Regions from separate parts of the Hordeum vulgare genome. Here region 1 is linked to region 2. The links are chromatin contacts, called in public Hi-C maps. All regions are on one chromosome and are shown on one strand. Each heading gives the region's core, a stretch centred on a gene start, on an enhancer-like site or on the middle of the called end of the contact. The rest is flanking DNA. Distances are from core to core; before and after follow the strand shown.

What was found. A called contact is a pair of places that touch in the nucleus more often than the background predicts.
Region 1: a Hi-C map of seedling shows a contact between it and region 2, with 6 times the contacts expected there. The contact joins the enhancer-like site here to the promoter of LOC123412510 in region 2. A contact is called at or near these places in 5 of 6 Hi-C or Micro-C datasets (leaf, seedling and an unstated tissue) and 1 of 1 datasets of contacts at active chromatin or transcription factors (embryo).

The regions. Positions count from the first base shown.
Region 1 is chr7H:443,378,579-443,384,942 of MorexV3_pseudomolecules_assembly, forward strand. LOC123407472 reads right to left here. Exons shown (of 12, transcript XM_045100604.1): 7 at 5,975-6,082; 8 at 5,819-5,886; 9 at 5,587-5,674; 10 at 5,431-5,502; 11 at 5,274-5,327; 12 at 5,092-5,191. The coding sequence ends at 5,102. It also overlaps the pseudogene LOC123407471. Among protein-coding and RNA genes, the nearest start is that of LOC123407472, 12 kb to the right of the region's middle. Within about 2 kb of position 2,308, at least 1 of the 3 cell types and tissues checked has open chromatin away from gene starts, as enhancers often do. A contact at or near this core is called in seedling, where this site is marked.
Region 2 is chr7H:443,116,292-443,121,931 of MorexV3_pseudomolecules_assembly, forward strand. LOC123412510 (tubby-like F-box protein 12) reads right to left here and starts at 3,184. Exons shown (of 5, transcript XM_045105464.1): 1 at 2,668-3,184; 2 at 1,477-1,926; 3 at 1,038-1,125; 4 at 803-935; 5 at 1-720. The coding sequence starts at 1,845.

The DNA.
Region 1 (6,364 bases), core at 1,058-3,557, 260 kb after region 2:
CTAACTGATTCTGCAGTGAAGTGTAAAAACAACGTGAAGTCTTCATCATTATTCTCGCTAACAAGTGGCTTCCAGAGGTCTTCACGATTGCGTCCAAATGTTCTCTTAACTATTTTCCCTGGCATAAACTCATTAGCGGGATCGTAATCAGCATCGGCACCCTTCGATGATACTACACTCTTACTTGATCTACCACTCTTTGTGATGGCACGAGTCTTGTATTTGTTTTGAGCTTTCTTGCTTGTCATAAAGTTATCGTCGTTGCTCTTCACTTTCTTACAACTACTGCCAACCCTCTTAGATGAAACACGGGCCTTGCCTCTATTCTGAGCTCGTTTGCTTGGCATAAAATCATCACCGTCGTCTTCAATAGCTTTCTTGGAGCTAGCACCACCCCTCGCCGATGCAACACTCTGTCTCCAAACTCTCGGCTCTGGTATGGGACCCCGGATAGACTTCATCCATCCAAAGTTGAAGATATCCTTGTTCAACAAGTCCGCGTCCTCAGGGTACCTCTTACAATTAACAACAATAACAACATAGTTACAAATGAGCATATGGTGTACCTCGGTGCAAGCTAAAATGAAGCAGTATCAAATACCTTAACGTGGTCCTTGTACTGCTTCTGTGGATAGTTTATTATTGGATTGTCAACAAGTAAAGGCCTATAGGTAATGTGTGCACTCATATGTTTGAGTTCAACAATCCTATCCCACCTTGCACGCAATCGAAAAAATTATTCTCATCTGGGTTCCTATCTAGGCACTTCTCCGAGAGACCAGGCCAGAAGAAACACTTCCCCAACTCCGTCAGGTGCCTATCACTACTAACTAATTCTTCAAAACACACACATCCATTACTAGGCCTCTACTTTCTAGCGGCATTGACCAAGAGCAAATGAGACATCACTGGAGTAAAGTCGCGGGAATTATCGCTGGACATGGGTGGAAATATTGCTAAGCAAAGATGCAGAAGACAACAGGCAATGGGGCCGTTTTTATAGAATGATGGTAAGGGGTTGGCAGGAAAATTGGGCGGGAAAGAGAGTGAAGGGAAACAACGGCGGGAACATTGAGCAGGAAAGAAAATGGCTGGAACATTAGGAGGGGTCAGAGAAAGGAGGGAAAGGGTTGGCGGAAAAATAAGACGTGAACAATGTCGGGAAATGCTACGCGGGAGGAATGACGGGGAAAGAAACATCAAAAGATCACTCTTTGGTTTAGCTAGTGTGAAGCAAAGAGTGCATTTTGGCCAAGCCTAGGAAGAAGAGTGGTGACATGCATCTTCAGTCAACAAATCACGCGAAGTGGTGGACTCTTTGGCCTACAGTTGACCGAAGATTACTCTTCGAATGAGAGTAAATCGGAGAGGTGATTTCGGATTGTTTCTATTGATTTTTAGCACAAGAAGGACATAAAAGGTGACTTCGGCCGATGCCTGACCCAAGAATAGTTCTTGGGCCTATACAAGATGGACGGGTCATATTTTTGAAAAATTCAGATTAGGGCATACACCTCTCAAATCTCCCCTAATAATAAAGCACGCACTGTTTCTGGCGTCTGTCGCAGCATTTTTGCAAAAACACCTCTGTAGTTTCCTCTAATTAACCCGCGGTACGTTCTTAAGTGAGGCCGAACCATTTTTTTACATTTTACAAAAACCCATTACTTTCGTGCTAAATAACCCGCGGTCCAAATTATATTAAGAGCGAATCGTTTTTTAAATTTTTTACGTACACTCCTCACATATGCGTTAATAACCTCAAAGTCCATTCAGAATAAATATGTATTTTCAAATAACAATATATTTTAAACCGTAAATCCAATTTAAACATGTTATATATGAAACTTGATTAGAAAAATGTTTAGAGTTTGAATATGTTGTTATTTTACATATTAAATATTTTAAAAAATACTATTTAGGATACAATGCTAATTAATATTTGTCTTTATTTCGTACCGACTATTTGTATTGTAACATGTTAACTTAAGCATAAATATTTGGGAAATGTTATAATCTTTGGACATGATATACTTGCACTAGGTTCTTTCTTTGTACATATTTTATAATATAAGACCTTACGTACGTGCCTTTTTTTAACAGTATCCACGCGCGTTTTTACCAATGGACTACACTTTTTTTACTGTTTATTTTTCTTCCGTTGCAACGCACGGGCATTTGTGCTAGTTTGTTATAAAAAATAAATATAGAAAAACACCCACACGTGACACGTCCACGCGGCTCCTCTCCCTCTCATAACCCTAAGCAAGGCTCATCGCCGCCACTTACGCCCGGCTCCACTCCTCCGCCGGCAGTTCCGGCCATCCAAGCCCCTTACCCGCCGGATCCCGTCCCGTCGACGCCCGAGGCCCCGCCGCCAGCGGCCAGCCAGGAGCAGTGACCTCATCGCGAGGAGATCGAATCCCATCCCGACGCCATTGACGGCCGAGCCACCAGCAGCATCCCGACGCGACGCCCAAACCGCAAGGTGCCGATCGAGAGGGCCAAATGGCACAGATTCCAAACCTCGACAACGCGCCGCTCAATCTCGCCGCCCTCAGGGAGCAGTCGCAGAAGGAACTCGTCAGCATAATCAAGAGCATCAGGGGGAACAAGTGTCTGGTCATCGACCCGAAACTTGCGGGCGCCCTCTCGCTGATCCTACACACCTCGGTGCTAAAGGAACACGTCACGGAGCTGCGGATCCTCTCCGCCAACCCTCTGCGGACGGAATGCCCCAAGGTGGTGTACCTTGTTCGGCCCCAGCTGAGCTTGATGAAACTCGTCGCAGATCAAATCAGGAACGACGAATCCGAGGGGCTCCAGAGGGAATACCACCTATATTTCGTACCACGTCGTGTAGTTGCCTGTGAGATGATTCTGGAGGAAGAGGGAGTTCATCAAAAGTTGGCGACAATCGGAGAGTATCCCTTGTATCTGGTTCCTTTGGATGAGGATGTCCTTTCCTTTTGAGCTTGGTGATGATGACCACTCCTTGCAGGAATGTCACCTTACTGAAGGGGATACGGGGACTTCTGTCTGGCACGTTGCAGAGGCTATCCATAGGTTAGAGCTTGCCTTTGGGGCCATCCCCAATGTAAGAGCTAAGGGTGTGGCATCAACCAGAGCTGCCCAGCTGCTCAACCATATGCATCTCCAAGACCCTGTCGACATGGATGATATGGGGGTTCCGGAGATAGAGACCGTTATTCTGCTGGACCGAGAGGTGGATATGGTGACACCAATGTGCTCTCAGCTGACGTACGAAGGCCTATTAGACGAGATGTTGGAAATTCATAACGGATCCGTGGAAGTTGACGCCTGCGTTATGGACTCCCAACAAGATGGAAAAAAGGTCAAGGTTCCACTCAATTCGAGCGATAAGTTGTACAGGGAGATTCGAGACCTCAACTTCCATGTTGTGCTTAAGGTCGTCCACCAAAAGGCAATGGCTATTCAGCAAGATTACGCGCAAGTGAAATCCACAAACACACATTCGGTCTCTGAGATCAAGGATTTCGTGAAGAGGTTATACTCGCTACCTGAGATAACCAGGCATGTTAATTTGACGCATCATTTGCAATCGGTTGTGAGAAAACTCTCATTCCATGCCCGAGTGGAGATTGAACAAAAGATACTGGAGGCGCAGGACTATGAAACGTGTTACAAGTACATTGAGGAGATCATACAGAAGCAAGAGCCTATTGAAACCGTGCTTCGCCTTCTAGTGTTATTTTCCCTTACAAATGCCGGATTGCCGAGGAAGAGTTTCGACTACCTGAGACAGGAGATACTGCACAGCTATGGCTTCGAGCACATGCCCTTGTTGTACAATCTGGAGAAAGCTGGCCTTGTTAAAAGGCGGGAATCGAGGAGTAATTGGGCTGTTATCAGGAGAGCTCTCAAGCTTATAGTTGATATAAAGGATCCTAATGATCCCCCTGATGATATATTATACGTCTTTGCTGGATACGCGCCTCTTAGTGTTCGCCTTGTTGAGCACGCAGTGAGGTCTGGATGGCGATCTATTGAAGAAGTGTTGAAATTATTGCCAGGTCCTCATCTTGATTTGAAAAGAGGTGTTTCGGCCATTAGTGGTTCAGCAGAATTGCTACCACACAGGGCACAGCAGAATGCCGACGGGGTTGGTCGTCGTTCCGTTGTTCTGGTTGTGTTTGTTGGTGGCGTAACATTTGCTGAGATTGCCACGCTTCGATTTCTTGGTGCACAGGAAGGAATGGGCTGTGACTTCGTGGTTGCAACAACAAAAGTCATCACTGGCAACACATTACTGAGACCAATCATAGCCAGCAGCAAAGAGAGAGTGATTTAGTTGTATAACCTCTTTTTGATTGTACAAAACAGCGCAAACCCGTTCCCGGAGGGAATTTTCCTTGTTCAGTTCTGGGCTACCTTTTATTCTACCACCGAGATGCTATTGCTCGTGCTCTTGCGTTCATCACATGAGTCTTGTTTTCTCTCGTCAGATGACACGTGTACATCGATATCTCCTGTACATACACGAATGCTTCACAATGATCAATTTGCAGGATCTGCAATTATTAATAGGCATGAAAAAACTGTGTTGTAATGCAATTTACACACTTATGTACAGTTACAGTTCCAACGTTCAGCACAATAGTGATAGAAGTTACACGGAACCATTTACAAGCCGGCATCAGATTCTTTTGCTAACTCTAAGAAACATGCTAAAGCAACTAGCAAACGAAAGAGGAAGTCCTTGAACTGCCTCAAACATCTCATGGCTCTTCAGGGGTTTGAAATTCTTTTGTCTCTGTAAGCATCTTTCATTTGTTTCCATCCATAAGCTTGCCCTGATCTGTACTGTCAAGTGTGTGCTAGAGAAAGAACCACATCTCTCAAGTTCTTTGCAATATTCACTTTGATGTTATGGGGGGAATACATGGTTCTACACAGTAATCAGTTTGTCTTCTGCATCAGAACCGTCGTCTTCACAAATCACTATGCCCAGCCCAGTATCCTTTTGTTCTTCGTTTGAAAGTAAAACATTTATGAACTGAGATATATGGAAAATGGAAAACAAAACAAATTAATGTTCTTCCATATTACCAAAGTCCCATCATACACGCTCAGCTGACAATGCTTCCGAAGAATCTGGACCAAGAAGCCTTTCTGCTTCATCATTAGCCTCAGCTTGTATACGCCATTGCTGAAATGGTTATAGAGGCAAATGTTAGTTCCTCGTAAATGATGTTATGCTCAATAGAAATTTCAGGCAGATGGTTTTCCACCTCTTCAAGACTATCAATCTCCATTAATTGTTCAATTTGTTCTGATATTCTTTCCTGAAATCGTAACACTCATTATTAGCTATCTGCCAGGAATTAATCAGAAAACAAAAACAATGGTAGATTATGCGTATATATGTGTGCATTGATAGGAACTTACTGCACCAGTTGCTGCTTCAGCAACGATAACGTCAGAGTCCATTTCAACTTCAATTTCAATCATAGAACATAACTGCAATACCATATTCAGCGGGGGTTTTCAGCTAGATTACATGTGAAACGTAAACAGATTTATATTTACAGTCTCTTGTATTACTTTTGCATAACTTTCCATCAGCTCAATCTTTGCCAACAGCGTGGTTTCCAAGCTTTTCCGTACCCTCTTCACTCTACCACGTCGAGCACTGCAAATTAGTTTGTACAATGCTCAATTCTCTTCATAAAACACTGCAGTAGAACATGAAACTATTGTAATAAAAAAAGTTCTTTTTTAAGTAAGTAAATTAAACCAGTATGATAGAAGAACATGTAACTTCTGTAAAAATTACCGATATGATGGTTCGCCTACTGCTAGTATCTTGTTCTCCAACTGACACATTCTTGCAAGCATCCACACCTTCGATGGAATAATTCTGTATACTATGCTTTTCAAAACTTTACGTTTAGCAGAAGATTTACTGGTTACAGAGATTAAACAGACAAACCTCTTTTTCAACAAGCCGTTTCAGATCCTTAAGACGACTTTGAAGCATGTCATATTGAGATAAGAGTTTCTGCTGTACAGCAACTATGTCTACTGCCTTTTGCGGAAGCTGGACAAGCACAAGAGTTAAATCATGCAGAATATATAATACACACCACAGTTTCTATTTTGGGACTAGTAACTACGTTTACCTCCAAAAAACATTACGCAACACCAAAAATAATTTGAAGTTGATAATATGGTTGAGAACATAATTAGAATTAGCATTGCCATCATAAATGCTAACGAAATGGGTAGTATTGGCAAGATGAGGTGGAGCTAATCCATCAATAAAGCAAGATGAAGCGGACTAATATTAACAGTAAAAAAAAATCATTGATACATGACTAGA
Region 2 (5,640 bases), core at 1,934-4,433:
GGGTACCGATAGTCCATGGTGAACATGTCCTTGGTAACCTTACCGAACTGCAGGATCACCTTCTCGTGATCGGACATCGAAGACGATGAGGAACTCGAAGGCTGGAGCTGCTGTTGCTGGGGCGGCTGCGAAGGTTCCGACGGCAGCACAGCAGCGGCCGTCACCTGTGGCATGGCTGCTGTCAGCTGGAAGTTCTTCACGGAGGCCACCGTCACCCGGCCTCGGAAGTTGAGGCACCAGCACTGCAGCTGTTCGTGCCATCTCGGCACCTTGTTGCGGAGGACCAAGGGCCTCTCCTTGGCCTCCCCATCTTCCTCGTCTCGCCGCAACCCTCCACTTACGTCTGAGAATCGGGAGCTTGAGAAGCGAGAGCTGCTGAAGTCTGCAATGGAGAACCTGGAGGAGGCGTTCGTGCTACGGAAGGACTCGTCGAATGGACCAGGGAGCAGCTGCTGGGGTTGCCCAGGCACCACGCCTTCCGGGTCAACCGCAGAGGCCGGGATGGAGTGCATCGTGCACTGCATACGCCTCGGCCCTCTGGTGCCCAGCATGTTGAGCTCATAGTTCACGTGGGCGATGGGGTAGCTACCCGTTGGCACCTTCGGGGAGACCCTCCTGGAAGAGATGCGACGGCTGCCGCGCTGGCATGGGATGAGGCTCCCGGCATTGTATGGTGGCTGAGTGTCATAGACGATGAACTTAGTGCCAAGGAAATTCGACCTGTTGGTGCATAATGTCAGATCTAAATCGTCGAAGATTAGATAGTAAGAAACTAAGAATGTTGTGAAGGAAGGTACTTCACCTCATTTTTCCAACATAGCCGTCGCTTGACCGTGAGATGTTTTTAGAATCCACAGAAATTATGTATTCGGTGTATGTTGTCCGGCGATTCCTCTTAGCTGCTAGCAGGAACTTCCCGTTCTCACTAAGCACAGCTGCATGTTACGAAACATATAATCAGCACAGCATCTAGCAACATTGACAATGAACGGAGGAATATTTCGGTGTGATTAATGAGAAGCAGCACGTATGCTTACCAGGGCTAAGGCACAGGTAGAGATAATAGGTTAGTGTTGATTTGTCCCTTCTAATAAAGCACTGGATTAATCCATCTCGAGGTCCTGGCTGTAGATAAAATATCAAATCAGAGTCAGACAGGTGCAAACTTTCATATGTACTACCATGTAGGCATGTCTTTCTCACTTCAGAGGCCTATATCTGCTACTTTTCAGTAGGCAAACTTTTCTAAGCAGGCATATCTTACATTTCAATTCCCTATGATAAAACTGCTACAAATTACTCCGTACTAGGTAAGCATACCAACTACTATTATGTTGATTTCTTAAGATTGAGGCGACCACCGTTTCCCAGTTTCAATTTTTTATTTAGGCCGTATCATGAGAAAGAAAAAAATACAAGCTACCCATCATGAACAATAGGTACAGCAACTCATCACAGATTCAGTTGGATGTTTACCTGTTTAAGCGACACCGGAAAAGTGAGTTTCCCACAGAACTCCGGGCTCTGAACTATATCTTTACAGATCTCTCTCCACGCACTGCAGACAGCCGCACAAGCCACAACATCTTTGCGGGAGGGCCAAGTGCTCTCGCCTTCCTCCAGCCTTTTCATCACATCACGAAGTAATTCAGGAGGAAGACCAACCCAGCCATTCTGGTCAGCCACCACAGCTCCGCCGTGCAGCTCACCCGGTGGCCCGAAAGACTTCCCCCGGTGATGATGGCCGGAAAGACCAGGGAGGCCTGAAATCCTCACCTCAAAGCCCCGCCTTGATAAGCTTCCGAAGCTCTCTCTAACATCGCGGACTATGCTGCGGAAAGACATATCTGCCAGAAACTCTGCTATGACAACCAGAGCTTCACCGATGTCCTAGACCTCAAGGCCTTCTGAATGAGCTTCCCGGCACTGCATATACACAAGGAAAGTGAATAGGAAGATTAGCGTGTAGTGGTGCTGTAAAATAATCATCCACTAGGAGAAGCAATCGGCGCGCATAGACTAACGGATCGCGGACTAGAGATTAATAGTACCATTCTGGTTTGAATAGTCTCGAGTCAGTGGGCTACCGGTTCTAGTCGCGCACTCAATACATGATAAAGATGAGGGGAAATTGGCTACACAGACAGCTAACTCTCTGATGGCGATTGGTGATGCCACGGGAGGGGAAAAAACAAAGCCCTCTGATGGTGAAAGGCTAACAGAAGGCGCCATTTTACTGGTATATTAAACCTAATCATGTCACACGGCAGGCATGGCACCACAACTTTGACCCACTGTCCTCAGAGGAAGAAAGTTTACATTTTTATCCTTCCTTTTATCCTGTATGACCTGCAGTGCAGTTGCATAGTACTATCTCTTGGCTACTGTGGCAGGTACAAGATCTGCATGAAGTTACTTGGGAGATACTTACGTACTAGTACTATTGTGCTTCTATTCTATGTTTGTGAAATACAAGAAGGGAAAGTGAATCTATTATATTTCCTCTACGCGTAAACAAAGCTAAACAGAAGAAAGTAATCATGGAATGAAGCAATCAGAGCGCTGGAAATATGTGCTAGATATATAAAGTCTGCTGCAAGAATCAGATGCCAGAAATGGATGCGCTGGTGGATGCAGGAGGAGGAAGTGAAGGAGCGGCCATCTTACCGGCCCCAAACTTGAAAGAGATTCTTCCCCTTACGCGGAGAGGAGATCCCGAGCTTTTTGCGGGCGAGGCCAGCAGCGAGCGATCTCTCCGCCTTCCCCAAAGCCCCCAAAGCCAGAGAAGATGGACAGAGGAGCAAAACCGCCGAGCTTCCTTTCCACCCGTGAGCGCGCGACCTTTTCCTCCGGAGAAAAAAAAAAAGCTTTCCGGCGCGAGCTTTGCTCCAAAAGACGCGCAGGAAAAGGTGGAACGGCGCGGGGACGGGCGGAGGAAGAGCCCGGTCCGGTGTATCGGCCGATCTGCGGCGGAGGCGAGGCCGGAGGTCCGGGAGGCGGGGCGAGGGGATTTATTGATGAGATGGGGAAATGGGACTTGGTTTCGGGGAGGAGGAAGACCGGCGGATCGTGAGAGAATTCCTCTTTCTTTGATTTGGAAAAGGGTTTTGTTGCACATGAGACATGGCCGCCTCACCAACCACCGCATTGCCCGGCCGGCCGACCGTCCGTCGTGTACTCTTGTACTAGTAGTACGGGACGTGGAGTATACTGCCTTATACAAATGTGCGCGTCTGCTGACTGCTAAATTATACGGATGGATCTTTTACCGTACATAAGTTTACTGGACTTGCCCAAACATAAGATGTTTTAAATATTTTAATACTTTCTCATATGTAATTCTGATCCTTTCTGCAAACATAAAATGAAAAAAAAAATCACAAATAAGATTGAAGAAAGTCTACCCCAGTGCCAGATTAGTCGAGACTCTAGAGCGAGAAGCCAATTCAACGGTATCCTCTTCTGCTTACTTTCACACTCCCTGCTGGAACTATGGTACAGTAAGATGTTTCAAATAAGACTAGAGTGTTTAAATAATACTCCCTCCGTTTCTAAATATAAGTCTTTCTAGAGATTACACTGGTAGACTACATACAGATGTATATAGACATACTTTAGAGTATAGATTCACTCATTTTGCTTCGTATGTAGACTCTTAGTGGAATCTCTTAAAAAACTTATATTTAGGAACGGAGGGAGTATAAGGGTAGACTACTGATTGGTGTCCGTCTGCATATGTGAGCACCATGTACATTCTAGATAGGCCATCTGTTAATGGGCCTTAACTACTATTCCTTCTGTTTTAAGATGAGTGTTTAATTTTAAACTAGAGTTAGTATAAAGTGGAGACATTTATTTTGAGATGAAGGAAATATGTTCAAGTTTATTCCCTTTGTTTTTGTTTACTTTGCATATTATCTTTGACCAAAGTCTAATTTTATAAAGTTTGATCAAGTTTATAAAAAGCAATATGAACATTACATTAATAAATTTGTATGATGTGAAAATATATTCAATGATGAATTAAATCATATTGACTTGGTGGTCTATATGTTAATGATTCATCTGTTTCTAAATATAAGTCTTTTTAAAGGTTTTAATGTAAAACTACATACAAATGTATATAGACATACACTAGGATATAGATTCACTTATTTTTGCTTCGTATGTAGTCCTCTAATATTTAGGAACGAAGGGAGTATATTTTTTTATAAATTTGTTGAAAATATATAAAGTTAAACTTTAAAGAAGCCTAATATTGAAGTAATAGAAACAAAGTGAGTATCAATTTTAGTAATTTTAGTCCTCGTTTCTTTTTCCGAGGGAATATGTATGTAGTTTTTTGTTATTTTTTATGTTCTCCATACCATGATTACGGTACAGATTATGTAGATCGAAAGTTTCTTTCATAAATATGGAAAAAAACTCATGTTCAACCGATCGATCTTTTTTGATACGTCCGGCGAATGCTATGCTCGCCACGCGTTTTGATTAGGCTCATACACATCCCATCTCTCCTTAATCCTTATCTCTTTAGAGCTCTCGTCACTAATGTGTTCTCTACCTACTCATATTCCTGCAACTGGCCACCTGTTCAAAAAGCAAAGCATGACAAATCGTATTTTGCAGACCGAACTAGAAGATAACTTCGTTGGCGATGGCCTTCACGATCATGGCGGGGTGACCAGAGTGGTCAGGTCCAAGCGGCGTACATTGATGTCGGCCAGGTACTGGCAGGGAAGAGCCTTCAGCATGTCTCATCCATGCGCGGTGCGTCCACCTCGTCGGAGCGAAGGAGCGACGAGGCAACCTGGTCGAAGGTCCAATGCTTGTCGCCGATGGGGATGGCGGCGCCTCTCCTCCCTCTGCACCGTTCGACGGAGCTCTCGGTGAACGGCAATTGTTATTTTCTTGCAACACCCTCCTTGTTGCAAGAAAATTTTCTGCAACATTAGTCACGTTTCAAAACTATTTTGTTAAAAAAACTGTAACATTAGCTTTGTTGCAAAAAAAAATCTGCAATAATATCTACATCCGATCGATAGATTTTTTGCAACGCGATCTCTGTTGCAGAAAATATTCTATAACAAACTTCGTTGTAAATAAAATTTTATAGAAATTTTCACAACTTCTGAAACATAGACCTTGTTTTAAAAAAAAAAACGGTTCAACAGGAGCGCAACAAGGCTCGTCTTGCAACGCCCCGAACGCAACACAAGCCTGGTTGCAAAAGTTAATGTAAACTATCCTATGACTATTAAGATGACGGATGTTTTTTAAACATCATTCGGCAGACGCTTAGCAACACTTATCATAAAATATGCCTGTAGTATTCTTCCATAAAATATTGATAATTAATTTGGGCACCGGTTTCGTGCACTTCAGATTGACTTTAGAGATGCCGTAACATGGATTGTCCACACATGACCCTTGGCTCTTTGCTGCAGCTATGACATTTTGTCAATGCTATGTTGGTAGTATTCTGTATACGTAAGGACGATGCATATGGAGCAGAAGCATACTCGTGTGCCACACAAACAAACTACTACTGCTTGTCGGCGACGTGCATAACTAAATCTCTCTTTTCTAAGCCACGTACGTTGCACTGTCAAGACATGTGATGTGAGTCAAGATTTTTTT